2 separate regions of the Anser cygnoides genome follow, and region 2 is linked to region 1. The links are chromatin contacts, called in public Hi-C maps. All regions are on one chromosome and are shown on one strand. Each heading gives the region's core, a stretch centred on a gene start, on an enhancer-like site or on the middle of the called end of the contact. The rest is flanking DNA. Distances are from core to core; before and after follow the strand shown.

The links. A called contact is a pair of places that touch in the nucleus more often than the background predicts.
Region 2: a Hi-C map of liver shows a contact between it and region 1, with 4 times the contacts expected there. The contact joins the promoter of GAREM1 here to the promoter of RNF138 in region 1. A contact is called at or near these places in 3 of 7 Hi-C or Micro-C datasets (all in liver).

Annotation. Positions count from the first base shown.
Region 1 is chr2:117,651,386-117,658,193 of Taihu_goose_T2T_genome, forward strand. RNF138 (ring finger protein 138) reads left to right here and starts at 4,870. Exons shown (of 7, transcript XM_013184951.3): 1 at 4,870-5,441; 2 at 6,389-6,554. The coding sequence starts at 5,335.
Region 2 is chr2:117,823,145-117,829,639 of Taihu_goose_T2T_genome, forward strand. GAREM1 (GRB2 associated regulator of MAPK1 subtype 1) reads right to left here and starts at 1,371. Exons shown (of 6, transcript XM_048049375.2): 1 at 1,039-1,371. The coding sequence starts at 1,159. LOC136790176 (a long non-coding RNA gene) reads left to right here and starts at 1,453. Exons shown (of 2, transcript XR_010829662.1): 1 at 1,453-1,580; 2 at 2,076-3,297.

The sequences.
Region 1 (6,808 bases), core at 3,620-6,119:
GTTTGCTTTTGCAGAATCACTTAATTCATCTGTTTCTGCACTTGACATTCTCATTTATTTCAAGTTGCATAATGATTTCTCTTGCTCTGTGTTGCAGTGCTTATGCCTACAGAGTAGAAAGTTAGACAGTAAACTTTGAACATGAATGTAAACCCATTGACACCAGTATTTTGTTGACTGGTAACCCAAACGGTCAAAATGAAATCTGTTAACACATTAATTAATAGTATCTTGATTTTCAATATAATATCCCTTTATTCTTTATGTCTAAACAATGTCGGAGAAGTTCTTTTTGAAAGTGTGCTGGATGGGTCATTCTCAGAATATGTGCATGCACTCTAAGCAGCACAGAAAGACTACTGAGTAGCAGTGGAAGAACATGTCCTGTAGATAAAAACAGAAAACAACATTTAGCCTTTTGCAATTAATGGTGTGTTAGCAATTTGCTTAGACCTAAAAATGTTGGTTTTCTTTTTCCTTAAACATTGTTTTGTCTCTGAATCAATTTCTTGAATTAAATTTCAATTTTGTAAAAAATAAAAAATAAATAAATAAATCTGTAAGGATAAAAAGAAATATTGTCAGTTTCTCTACAGAAAACAGATGGCCATGAACTCATTGATAGTCCAATATACAGATACATCGGCTTGTACAGTGACCTCTATCTGTTTGCAGCTCCATTCCAGGAGCAGACTGGTCTTTTGGATATTGATGGTGACAATGCAATGCTGGAGGTAGATGACAAACAATTTTTCAGATGCTATAGCACTAAACAAATCAGAACAACAACAACAACAACAAAAAAGCAAAACAGTATCAGGCATACTATCTACTGTCAAGGACAGTATTACTGACCATGTTAGAATGCACACGAGTTTCCATTTCCAGCTTATGCAAGATGAGGCTCAAAATTAGCAATGTAGGTAAGTGAAAGACATCTTGAAAGAATAACAAGAAGTGAATATTATGTTTATGATAAGAACATAGAAACCTGTTCAAGATATTGACAGGGTAATAAGACTATAAAATTAGTAACACTGTTTTTATATGTGCACTTTAACACAGTATCTTTCACAGATGCTGTTGATCTGTAAGAAATTAAAATTCATGTTCATGCACAGAAGCATGTATAGTGATTAAAGTAGCTCAGTGGTAATATGTTAACAAGGAAAAGCCTGGCAGGCGTTAGGTCCTTGCTAGTTCTTTTGAAATCAGAAAGGGACTCCTTCTGGGGAGAGAAAGATTCAACATTTCATGAGTTTGGAAATTTATTTCCCTTTCCCTTTGAGAACTGTCCTTGGGTGTGAAAACTTCCCAGTCAGAAAGATGGACAGTGCTGCTCCAAAGCATGAAATTTGTGGGAACATTTGAGTAGTTACTCAAAAAATAAAAAAGTCTGTTCTGCTAGAAGCAAAGTAGTCAGATTGATTGGTATATAAATTATTGGACTTATGGCTTCCTGCACATCTAAAAAACAATGTATGGAGAATTCTTTGTATGTAGGAATTAAGTTCCCTCTGGAGGAATGTTCTTTTTAATGTTGTCAGAGGCTGCAAGCATTCTTTTTAGGTAGTGATACAGAGACAGCTGGCAAACGCAAAGGATTTTCACATGGCACCTCCTGATCACTGTGCAGCTACACAGTTTTCTCTTTCCCCTCCTGCTTACATGTCTTGTCTCTGACAGCTCCCAAGGAACTCCAGATAGCTGCCCTTTTCATACTGACAAGGAGATGCACTGTTGCAGCAGCAGCATTGCCAGGAAAGCAAACAAAATAATAGCTACTCAAAGCAACAACTGTACAAAAAGTAGTTGTACAAAGTTGTAAAATAGCTGTGCAAACGTGGTCTAAAATGTACCTTTCCAGTGACAGTTGCCCCCAGCAAACTGCAAAATTTTATGAGCAATTCTATAAGTTTTCACTGTCGAAATTTCATTTCACAAACACTCTTTATCTTGAGGAATAAAAAGTTGGCAGGGCCATTGATTTCATTTAATCTAAAAATTCTGATTTAAAATGCTTTCCTTCAAATAAATGTGTTTCATAAACTTCAGCTGCCTGATTTCTTTTTACATGTTGTCTACGTCAATGGCAAAAAGTACATAAGATTTACAAGGCTGGTGCCATGCTATATATCGCTCCATGGCATACTAGTTGTCTACTCCAAGGTCACAGCTTTATTAAAGGATCAAGATTTACAATAATGTTAGCAGCAGCATGAATGCCTTCGGACACGTCTTCCTGTAGTTTACTTCTCTGAGGTCACCGGCACAATTTCTCCCCCTGCCAAAAGCTACTAATCAATCAATGCTGTGGTCTCCTGAACAAAGTTCAAATGGACCTATCATGTTCCTTTAGTAATAAATCTTTGCTTTTGTTTAACACCTGCCTTCAGAGAACGTAACCCTCTTTACCTGCGGTAATTAATTTACCTTTACGGCAGCCTTATTTGGTGATTAAAAACTGTTCTCCTTTCACAGATTGAGGAATTGAGGCCTGATGACACGCTTACCTGAAGTCCTACAGGGAGACTGAAAAGGCTGGGAGGCCCATGGCTGTGTGGAAGCCTCACCTGCTGAGGCTGAAGGCCATGCTGTCTCCCTCTCAGCTAATAATGCATGGCAGCTCTGTAGTGCCTAAACTGGGCCTTCTGTAATTCTTCCTGTTTAATGTAGCTTCATGGCATGAGCAGGGCATATCTGAATTTGGCTATACAGGTATGTACAGTCCAAACAGGTGCACAGAGACATACAAAAAGCTTTCTGCAGGCTCTTTACCACTCAAGGTGTAGTTGGGTGTTTTCTTCCGGCTGTACTTACACTACCGAAGAGGTCACTGCCACCAACTGCTGTTTCCTCTGGTTCCCTCTTTCCTCTCCAAGCCATGGTCCCAGATGGCAACAGGGGCATTGCCTCTTACTTCTGATCACTGGCAGATACAACATACATAGCTCTGATGGATGTCTGAAGCCTAAATAGTTTTGAAGAGCTGGAGACATACGTGAACCACAAGGCTTAGTGTTTTGTACTCTCTCTGCCCTAAAAATTTAATCACAGGCTAGAGAGAGCTCCCTACCTAGCGATCTCTTCTAGACGTCTACTTGTGGTAGAGACAGCTGCAGTCCCAAGGAGAAAAGGAACATGAAGGTGAAGGAAACATTTATCTTCAGCCCAGAGAGACCAGGCCCAACCTGAATCTTACTTTTATTACAAACTAATATATCTACAAATTAATATATTCCGAAACAAATACAATCTCTATGAATCTGTTTCTTTTTAAAGTATTGCCAGAATTGTGTTTGTTGTTTATCTGCCAAGAGTTATGTTCAGAGGAGGTCAGTGCTAGACGGGCTTAGCAAGTCCAAGGTCTTCTCAATAGAGAGAAATTTGTTGGCATAGCTGTACCACTATAACTATATTCTTACAACTCATTATTGTGGAATAAAAGCGTGCAGTCATACTGCTGGCTTACTGTTAGAAGTTTCTATCAGTATGATTCAGGAGGTAGAAATTGTGACCCAGATATTACTAATACCAGTAAAACTACACATAGAAATACTGCTAGTGTTAGTAAATCTATAAATGATTTTTTGTACGTACAACTTATTTTTTTCCTATCACAAGCAATTAATTCTTTGACATAACATATTTGTTTATTTATTTATTTATTTATTGATGATGGATATGTGTATATGGAAAGCACTCCATACACGAGGCAAAGTATCACAGAAAGTAAGTAACTAATTTTGGTTATCCTGATGGTCTTTCTTGCTCAAAACTGAAGAGCTGATGTGTTTCTCGTGCTGGATGATATCCAGATGGCCACAGTGAGAGGTCAGGTGCATTCCTGAATAGCCTATGCGAGGCCGCATGGGGTCATCTTTCCACAAGCCATCTTCTGAGCCTTGTTCTGCAGCTGATGCAGCTGGCGCAGTCACCTCACCGCTAGGCAGTGTGTTCCACTGGCAATGCCTTACAGCAGAGCAAAGGGCACACACATACTTTTTGTTTTGCGTAGGCTTTAGACTTTCTTTAGGCAGAGGTATTAGTGAAAGCCAGCTTTGTCAATATACCATGCTGAACCAGCTGCAGAACATTCAATACCTCAAGAGTTTCCTAACACAAAGTCCTAAATTTATTAGTGCTAGTCAGCATAACTGGAAATGTTCAGCTAGTTAATAATTGAAGCTCCTGAATGTTATGACATAGATGAAATGTCTGCCCTTCAGCTGAGTTGGCGGCGCATTTTTATTATCTCCCGGAGAGTCAGGGTGCCCTTACAAGACCTGCTTGCTACCCTGTAGCGCTTCCCCTAGCTACTTCAGGGGCCAGCATTTATTTTATACTTTTTCACATCGGTGTTTGCAGTCGCATCATACTCAAAATGGGGGTGACGACAGGGACGTGGGGTTGCAGCAGCTGGACATCTGGGCGGCACCACCTTCCCAGGAGTTGGATTTTTCCTAACTCCATGAACTTTTGTGTGCCGAGAAGCGTCAGGAGCACAGCACAGGTACCGGCCCTGCGGCCGCACCGTGCCGGGGTGCGAGCACAGGCCCAAACCCACGGCCACGGGGGGCCCGGCGGAGCCCCCTGGCGGCGGGCACAGCCCTGCCTCCCGGCTCGCCCCTGCGGCCGGGGCCAGCGGCGACAAGCCGCCCTTCGCCAACGCAACCCGGGCACCCCTGGGGGCCGGACGACCCGGCGACATGGGCGCCCTCCCCGCCGTCCCTAAGCCCGGGGCCGTGACCGGGGTGGCGGCCTGCGGGAAGGGGCCGGCACCGGCGGCGGGGCTGGCACCGGCGGTAAGCACGGGGCGAGAGGTGAAGGGTGAAGGGGCGCCGTGCCGTGCCGAGCCGCGCCGGGCGGAGCGGGGCGAGGCCGCCCCGCCGTGTCACAAGAGTCCCGCCGGGCCGGGAGGCGATCGCCATGGAAACTCAGGCCCGCCCCAGGCCCCGGTCCCGCCCCTGTCCCCCGGGCGAAGCGGTGGCGGCGGCGGCGGGGCCTGGGCGCAGCATGGAGCCGGGCCGGGCGAGCCGCGGCTGAGCCGCTCGCAGGCTCCGCGGCGGGGGCGGCAGCGCTCCGCGGGCAGCGGCAGGTAGCAGCGAGGCCGGGGGGCGGGGAGGGAGCGCCGAGGGGCGGCGGCGGCGCTTCCCGAGCCGGGCCCGGGCCGTGCCGAGCCGAGCCGTGCCGGGCCCCTTCGGTTCCCCCGCCGCCCACCTGGCGCCAGGTGCCCGCCCGCCATCTTCTGGCGGCCCCGCGGGGGGCGCCCGTGGGGGGGGGGGGGCTGGCGCCTGGCCCCCGCTCCGCGCTGAGAGGCCCCGGCGCCTGGCCATGGCCGGGGAAGCCGCCGCGCAGCGTTTCGACGAGGATGATTTCTACTGTCCCGTGTGCCAGGAGGTGTTCAAAACGCCCGTGAGGACCGCGAACTGCCAGCATGTGTGGGTATCCCTCCCTCCTTCCCTTCCCCTCCGTCCTGCGGAGGCGGTCGCCTCGCCTCCCCCGGGTCTCTGCCTTTATTTCTCTGCCTTCCTTCTCCCCCCCCCGCCCGGTTTTCAGGTTTTCGGGCAGCGCCCCGAGGTAAAGCAGCGGCAGGGCTCGGTGTAAGGCCGGCCCCGGAGGTGTCACCCGCACCCGGCTCTTTTGTGGCGGCCCGGTTAGAAAAGGCACGTCTTGAAGCAGGTCCCCCCCCTGGCCTCTGGGTGCCTGCCGAGCTGAGCTGCAAGCGAAGGCAACTTAGAAACCTAACTGAAATTGCACTTTTAGGCTTCGTTTGTGCTTTCCCGTTCGCTTTCCGAACGGGGTCGTAGGTTAGTTGTTCCCTCTTTCCCTTCGTCCATTCCTAGTGGAAATCCGTGCGTTTTTGGAGGAATATTTGATCACAAAGTACTCTTCTACTAACCACACAGTGCGGTTAGTAGAAAGGCAAAATACCTTTGATAGTTGGTATACGAGGCTTCAAGAAGAAGCCGGGGAGAAACGCAAAAGTGAATGGACTGGAATCTTTGGGAAAACTACAGAAATGAGGCTTTGCAGTATTTTTGGCTCCACTTAAGGACAATAAACAGGAATTACTCTGATAAGATTTTCCAGTGTCACGTGGTTGCTGCACCATTTAATATCATTAATGATCAATCCAGTGCACAGCTCTGGAGCACTAGACAGAAAATAGTAAGATTTTTACCTAAAATTCATTGCCGGGGTCCCCTAATTTCCGTATACTTCTTTGTAAGCACTGTTTGTTTTTCTTATGTCTATCTTCTAAAGATTTTTGTTCAGTAGTCTGACGTATTGCTTTTTGCTAGTAATCACTCATCTCTCCTGAAGGACAAAGTATCTAACTTTTTTCACTTTGCTAATCTGTGTTTGTGGTAACTTTTCAATTTAGATTTTGCAGGAAGTGCTTCTTGACAGCTATCAGAGAAAGTGGAACACATTGTCCTCTCTGCCGGGGGAGTGTGACTAAAAAAGAAAGATCTTATCCCAAAAGGGCTCTAGATGTTGAAAACAATATGAAGAAAGCTTCTGGGGGCTGTAGATGCTGTGAGAAGCAGGTAGAGTAAAACTTTACAAAAAGTTGAATAATCTTGTTCTTATTTTTAAACAGGCACACTTGTTTGCCATTCATGTCTGGGAGCTAAAAAAAAAAAAAAAAAAGCCTGTAGTAGTTTGGACTTAGTTTTGTTTGGCTTGTGTATGTATGAGGCATGTGACGCCTACCATTAGGTACCTGTTAGGTATGCTTAACATGTAAACTGAGAGAAGATCTTCTATTGTCTACAGTGACTTTCTGAGTGGGGTGCCAGTT
Region 2 (6,495 bases), core at 121-2,620, 170 kb after region 1:
CATCAATATATATACCCTGTTAAAGCCTGAATCACTGCCAGGAATCTCAAGCAAATTGACAGCCTTAAGAGCAGTGACTGGAGGCCATCTTAGCTGCTGCCAGTGACAGAAGGTACTACCACGAGGAACTCCTCGATACAGCAGCTTGGCCATTATCACAGGACAATACACGTTCACCGGCAGGAAAAATAGCCGGCTGCAGTTAAAACGGCAAAGAAGCTTTCCTTTAAGCTGCTCCTGAGCACCAGCTCTGAGGAAACGCTAGTACTGCACAACCCAGGGACAAAGTCACGAAAGCCCTGGCTCGAATCGCCGCCGGATGACGGGAGCTGCAGTTAAGCAATAAACCAGCCCTGGTCTCGCTGGCACACCGGGGAGCGACAGAGGACAATGCCCGTGCTCGTTTTTCACTTTGCAAACGAACAGGAAACTTTGCCAGAGAACCGACCTACGGCATCACACACCTACAAGGCCACCTCGCCGGGTAGCGAATTATAAAACCCGGGCAAAAACCCCGGTTTTGAGCTGCCCTCTGCATTCCCTCAGAGACGGGAGGGCTGGACGGGTTTCAGGGAGCTACCACGCAACGCCACCGCGACGCAGCCGTGCGAGTTTTCGGAAAAAGTGCCCCCCGTCCCCCGGCTGTCCGTGCCGGCAGGTTACTTCCTAAGGCAGGCATCCAGGCACGGCGCAGCACCGCTCCACAGCCATCCTGCCGGGCTGCTCGCTTACGTCCTGGAGTAGAGAGAGACACGCACACTTAGCAACTGCAGGTGGGCACCCACGCCAACAGCAGCAAAAAGTTATCGGGGGACGGCGCGGGCTCCTCACGCCACCCCTGCTTTTTAGCAGCCTTCCTAGGAGGAGGGAAGAGGGGGATTTGCAGGGTGGCCCGGCGTGCTGCCTCCCTCTCCCCCGGCCTTGAAGCAGCACCTCCCACCGCACACCGGCTGCCGGGCACCGCTGCCCCCGCTGCCCCCCGGCCATTTCGGTGCCCGGCCCCAGCCCCGCGCTGCCGCCCCCCGCCGCCCCACGCACCGCTGTCCAGCCGGGCGAGCTGCGGGAGCCGGTAGGTGCTGACGAGCAGGTCCAGGGGCACGGCCACCGCGCTCCACTTGACGTCCTTCAGGCTGAAGCCCGGACAGGGGCCGGGGTCCATCTTCCCACCCGGGCAGGGCGGGCAGCGCCGGCGGGACGGGACGGGACGGGAAGGAGGGAGGGAGGGAAGGAGGGAGGGACGGAGCTCGCCTCGCTCAGCGCCGGCCGCCGCGGGACATGCCGGGCTAGGCGGAGGGGGAGGCCCGCCGGGCGGCTGCCGCTGCTCCCGCCGCCCCTCGGCACCGGCTGGGGCCGCCCGCCGCCGCCGCGCCTGGCCCAGGAAGCGCCATCCCAGCACTGACTAATCAACAGGGTGCGAGCAACGCCTGCGCAGCTGCCGCTCCTCCCCGCTCCGAAAAGGAAAGTGCCGGCCCGACCGCCCGCCCGCCCGCCCGCACGGCGGGGAGCGCGGATCGCCGCCGCCGAAGCCGAGCCCGGCCCTCTCGCTCCACCCTCCGGGCGCTCCCCCGACGCGCAGCCGGGTGGGGGGGACCCGCACCGCGACCGGGGGTGGGGGCGCCTCACGCCGGGCCCGGGTCGGGCACCTGGCGCTGCAGCCCGGGGAGCGTGTGGGGAGGTGGTTTTGGGGTGGTTTTGGGGTGTTCTAGGGCGCCCCGAGCGCAGGTTGTGGCCTCCTTGGAGCATAGGGGCTGACGGAAAGCCCCCTGCACGCTCGCGGGTAGCAGATAAAGTTCATTTCACCCGGGCAGTGCGGATCGCTGCCCCACATCGCCTGGCTGCCAAGGAAATTTACCTGTGAAATTCCTGCCTGGCGCAGGAAGTTTACCTGTGAGATTCATCCTACGTTCAGAAAAATCAAATTACAGGCCAACTTTGATTGTTATTGCAGTTTTCACCCATGAACCAAATGGATACTTCAAATACGAAGAGCAGTGGAAGGCAGATCTTTGGTTTCTCTTTACCACTATTACTGCGCGTGCGAGTATTAAATATATTCCCTATTTGATGCTCTTCAGGCCACAGGAGAACTGAAAACCAGCTGCTGGTTCTCCTTTCAAGACAGCTTACGTGAGGAGGTCTCACGAAGCGCTCTCTGTCACCATTTTCTGTTGACATCCAGGATCCCCAGCAGAAACCAGGGGAACTTCAACAGCAGCAAGTAACTCGCAGGTGGCTGAGTTGCATTGTGTTCAAGTTTACTTTGTTCACTTTTGTGTCAAAGCTATTTCATTGCAGTAAAACACTGTATTTAAGACTATATATACGTATACATTTAATGGCTCTACGTAAGGCTGTACCGTTGACCAGAAACAGTACCTCCCAGTGATTTGCAAAACGACGGCAGGCATCCGCAGCTGAGGTCTCTCTCTGGGATCCATCTCCCGTGGCACCCCTCTCCAGGATGGCTGGGTGAGCTCGTGAGGAGCCGTGGCAAGGAGCCCTCCAGCCGCCTGTGCCTCCTCGTGCCCCTTAGCAAGGGGCCAACCGCCGCTGCCTGCTTTGTGGCTGCTGGTGCCGGCACGAGGAGGGCCGAGACAGATCCGCTCTTGTTCTGCTCTGCTGCAAACGGGCCTCATCCACGCTTTGTGGGACGAAACAAAGACTGTGGAAGCCAGAGAGGATGACACAAGCCCAAGTTAGCTTGCTTTAAATGGGTCTGGGTTGCTTTGAACTGCATGCTGATGTGGGCCCGTACTTCAGCTACGCAGTCTGGCTCTGGGATTTCCCGGCCCCATGAAAAACCTTCATTCTCTGAACTCAGTCATGGTGCTGTTAGATCCTACTTACCAGAATTGCTAGCTTTAAAAGACAATGTGGATTTTTTTTTTTTTCAAAGTCGATTCCTCTTTATGAAGTTTGCAGAATGCTTTGAACTACTTCAGTGAATTGAGCTATTGAAGTGCAAAGTGATATAATAGCTAAAAGCATTGCTGTTGAAATATGGAAAGCCAAAGAATGGTTTTAACTTGCTCAGGTTTGATGAGGTTACTGGACGCAGTGTGTACGGTAAAGCAGATCAGGTCAGACTGGGATTCACCAGGACTTCGAGCACTAGTCTGTGGAGATGTGTTTTTAAATGCAATCTTAGCCAGCATTAATTTCAGGATAGATATGGCCTCGTGGCGTATGCTGCTCCCAGGCATCATACAATTCTGCTATCGGTGAAGAAATACGTCTTTCACACCTGAAACAGTTATTACTGATTTTTCATTAAAAAATCGTTCCGTCTTCGCTTTAGTCACACGTCTTTTAAGCCTGTCTTCAAATATAACCCTGTTTGTGTTCTCCCTCACCAGTGGAAATCTAACTCCCTCTGACCCATTCCATTGGAACAGGATACATTTTTTAAGTGCAACTTCTAGACACTATCTAAATTTCATTCAGTTATTTCCAGGCAAAGAGACATCACAAAGCCTATTATTATTTAAATGTCTCACTTGAGTTCTTAAATTGACTTTGTAATGTGTCCTATCTGTACTATAGCTGAACCTTCTTGAAATACATTATTGCACATACAGTATTCAAATCACAAGAACATGCGAATCTGAGACTATTTCGTACTTTAACTGTACCTTATGTATAATTAACACTTTAGATATAATAATTTCTCTGATGTTTAGCGTTGCCTCAGTCCTTTAGTATGATCTCTTACTGAAGTCTCCTCCTGTGCAAAATACTAATGAAGCCATCAGACCTCTAGAGAAATTAATGTTAGCGACTCTGCTTCAGGATCAGGGCCTCAGTTATGCAATATCATAATTTTTCTGCATGGGCGTTTCAGGTGGCATTCATTTTTTTTTTTAATATCTACAGGAAATTGTAGCCATAAAACCATAAGCATTGTCAGGGGGACTCAAAATAATTCCTAAAACTAGTCTTAAATGCATTTTGAATTGATTGGGTCTCATGTTGGTTTAACAACATATTTATGCAGCAGGCTGCAAAATCCCCAGTATATTTATTCCATTGCTAATAAAATTATTTTTAAATCATTTCAGATCATCATCAGTTCATATCTATGCTAACATTTGAATTGGATCTGTATGAAAAAAAGACTGATTTTAGTATGAATCTGCTAGTTTGCTTTACGCTGTAGGATGCATACACCAAGTAAAATTCGGAACCTTATACAGTAAGCTTAGTGTGAAGCCATTTTAGTCAGCATTTCTTTAAACTCCTCCATGAATTGGCATTCCTTCTTCCCACATGTGACTTGCCTTTATATGAAAGGTTTAATTTTCAGAATAAATATTTACAAGTCCAGTGGAAAACAACGGGAGATGCAGTGATCATTTCAGAATCAGATCCTAAATACCCACCTTTACCTGGGGTGAGAGAGGAAGTTGAAAGAGTATGTTTGATACAGTTGACATCTGTGCATCTCATGTTTTCAAAGAGAATGCAATTGCTGCCTTACTGGTAGCATCCAAACAATCTTTGCTTGTGCGGGGTATAGTAAGGAGATCTGAGCACCCTGGAAACATTTTTTGTTGCCCGGGAACCTAACTCTTTGCACTTCCCTAAGGTGGGCCAGTGACTGGATAGTACCTAAGCCACAAGTAATAGAAAACACTGTAAGAAGGAGTAATGTATAGAAGGAATTCCTATTACACAGAAAAACAAACAAAACTCTACAGATCAATCTGACCCCCTTCTATATATACGTTTGCATGGCTAGGAAGAGGAGGAGGAATTAACTAGAGACCTAAACTGAGAGAACCAGTAGCAAAATTTGTGTGAGTTCAAGACAGCTTAGAGTTTTTTCAAAGGTCCACTGCTGAAGGCAAAACTGCAGAATTCGGTAAACACAGAGGAAGGAGAGGAAGTGAAATAACAGCCTAGCTTGGCTGAATCGTACAATCTTCAATGACATGAAAGAAGTAAAAAGTAGGTCAAATTACATATAGAACATGTACGGACAACACAGAAAGATAAAGTCCCAAAATGTTAAACAATTGGAATTAAAAGATAGCAAGGAAGCTGGAAAATGGCATAGTGAGAAGACCAAGGAAAAAACTGTTTTGTTATTCCACACAGGGGGGAATCTATTTAATCATCATCATCTGATCACTGATGATGCTGAGACACTGGTATTCCTAATGTCTTTTCTAACCTTGGTCTTCAATTTAAGAAAGCAGGTGTGATTTCACTACTAGTACCATTGAAAAAGGACTAAAAGCTTAGGAAAAAAAATGAAGAAACTACTTGGAAAATACTTAGTTAAGTTAAAGATTTTTGGATAAACTCGACCTGATGAAACTCTCTTAGGTTTCAAGCAGTGTTAGAGCTGCAGCTCACTTTATCTCCAAGAATAAAGACAGAATGAGTGAGGTTCCAGAAACAAACAAACAGAAGTGATTTGGATCGGCAATCCAACCATTTTTAAGCATACTGAAAGTAAAGATATGAGAAATAACAGCATGGGTTTGTCAGTAACAAGCAACAGCAGATCAATCTTGCCCACTTCTACCAGATGGTAACGGGCTCCATGGATAGCCTAGAAAAAGTGAGCATCATAGGGTTTCATATAAGTTGCTCTTAAATGAAAGGAAAAAAAATGGTTTAGAGAGATACATCATTTGAGTGCAAAACGATTTGGAAATAATTGGTACTCCCAAGCTGAAAGGATGTATTGAATGGGATTTCACGGAGATCCATCTTGAATCCAGAGCTACTCGGCATTTTCATCAATATCTCGGATGACTAAACAGAATATACTTATTCACATGCAAAGACTGTATCTACAGGAAGAGGCTCCAGCTATGCTGGCGTACAGCATTACAATTCAGACGGATGCTGGCAAATTAGAGAAGCTGAAATGCCACTGAATACGGAGAAACAGAAGGTTCTACACATACAGAGGAATAATCAACTGCACAAATACCAGGATAGAAAAGCAGTTCTTCCGAGATTACGGATCACAAGCTGAACAGTTAGCAACGTTAGGCTGTCTTACATTATGCTGATGCTGGAATGCAGAAGTAGGAGTATCAAAGATAAAATCATTTTGATCTCTCCAGCCATTGTTACTTAAACTGGAATAGTCTGCTCAGTTTTCAGTCCTACGCTCCAGGATAGTTGAGAACCAACTCAAAAATAATGAGGAGAGCAACAAAAATGGCAAAAGATTTAGAAAACCCAACCTACAAGGAAAGGTCAAGGGACTGGTGTTCGCTGGCCTGAAGAGGAGAGAGAGGGCAGGCAGAGGTATTTCACGTACATAAAGAGGAAAGAGAGAACCTGCTTTCCATGTCTACCAGTTAGGTTAGGTATTAGGAAACTTCCTGCTTGCAAAACCAGTTCAGTAAGGATTGTACATTACTCAGAGGGACCAAAATCCCCGTCACTGCAGGTCTTTAAACATCTTCCTGCAATACAGCAGGGACAGCTGATCCGAACATGAGATAAGAGGAGGAACTAGACAGCCTTTCAAAA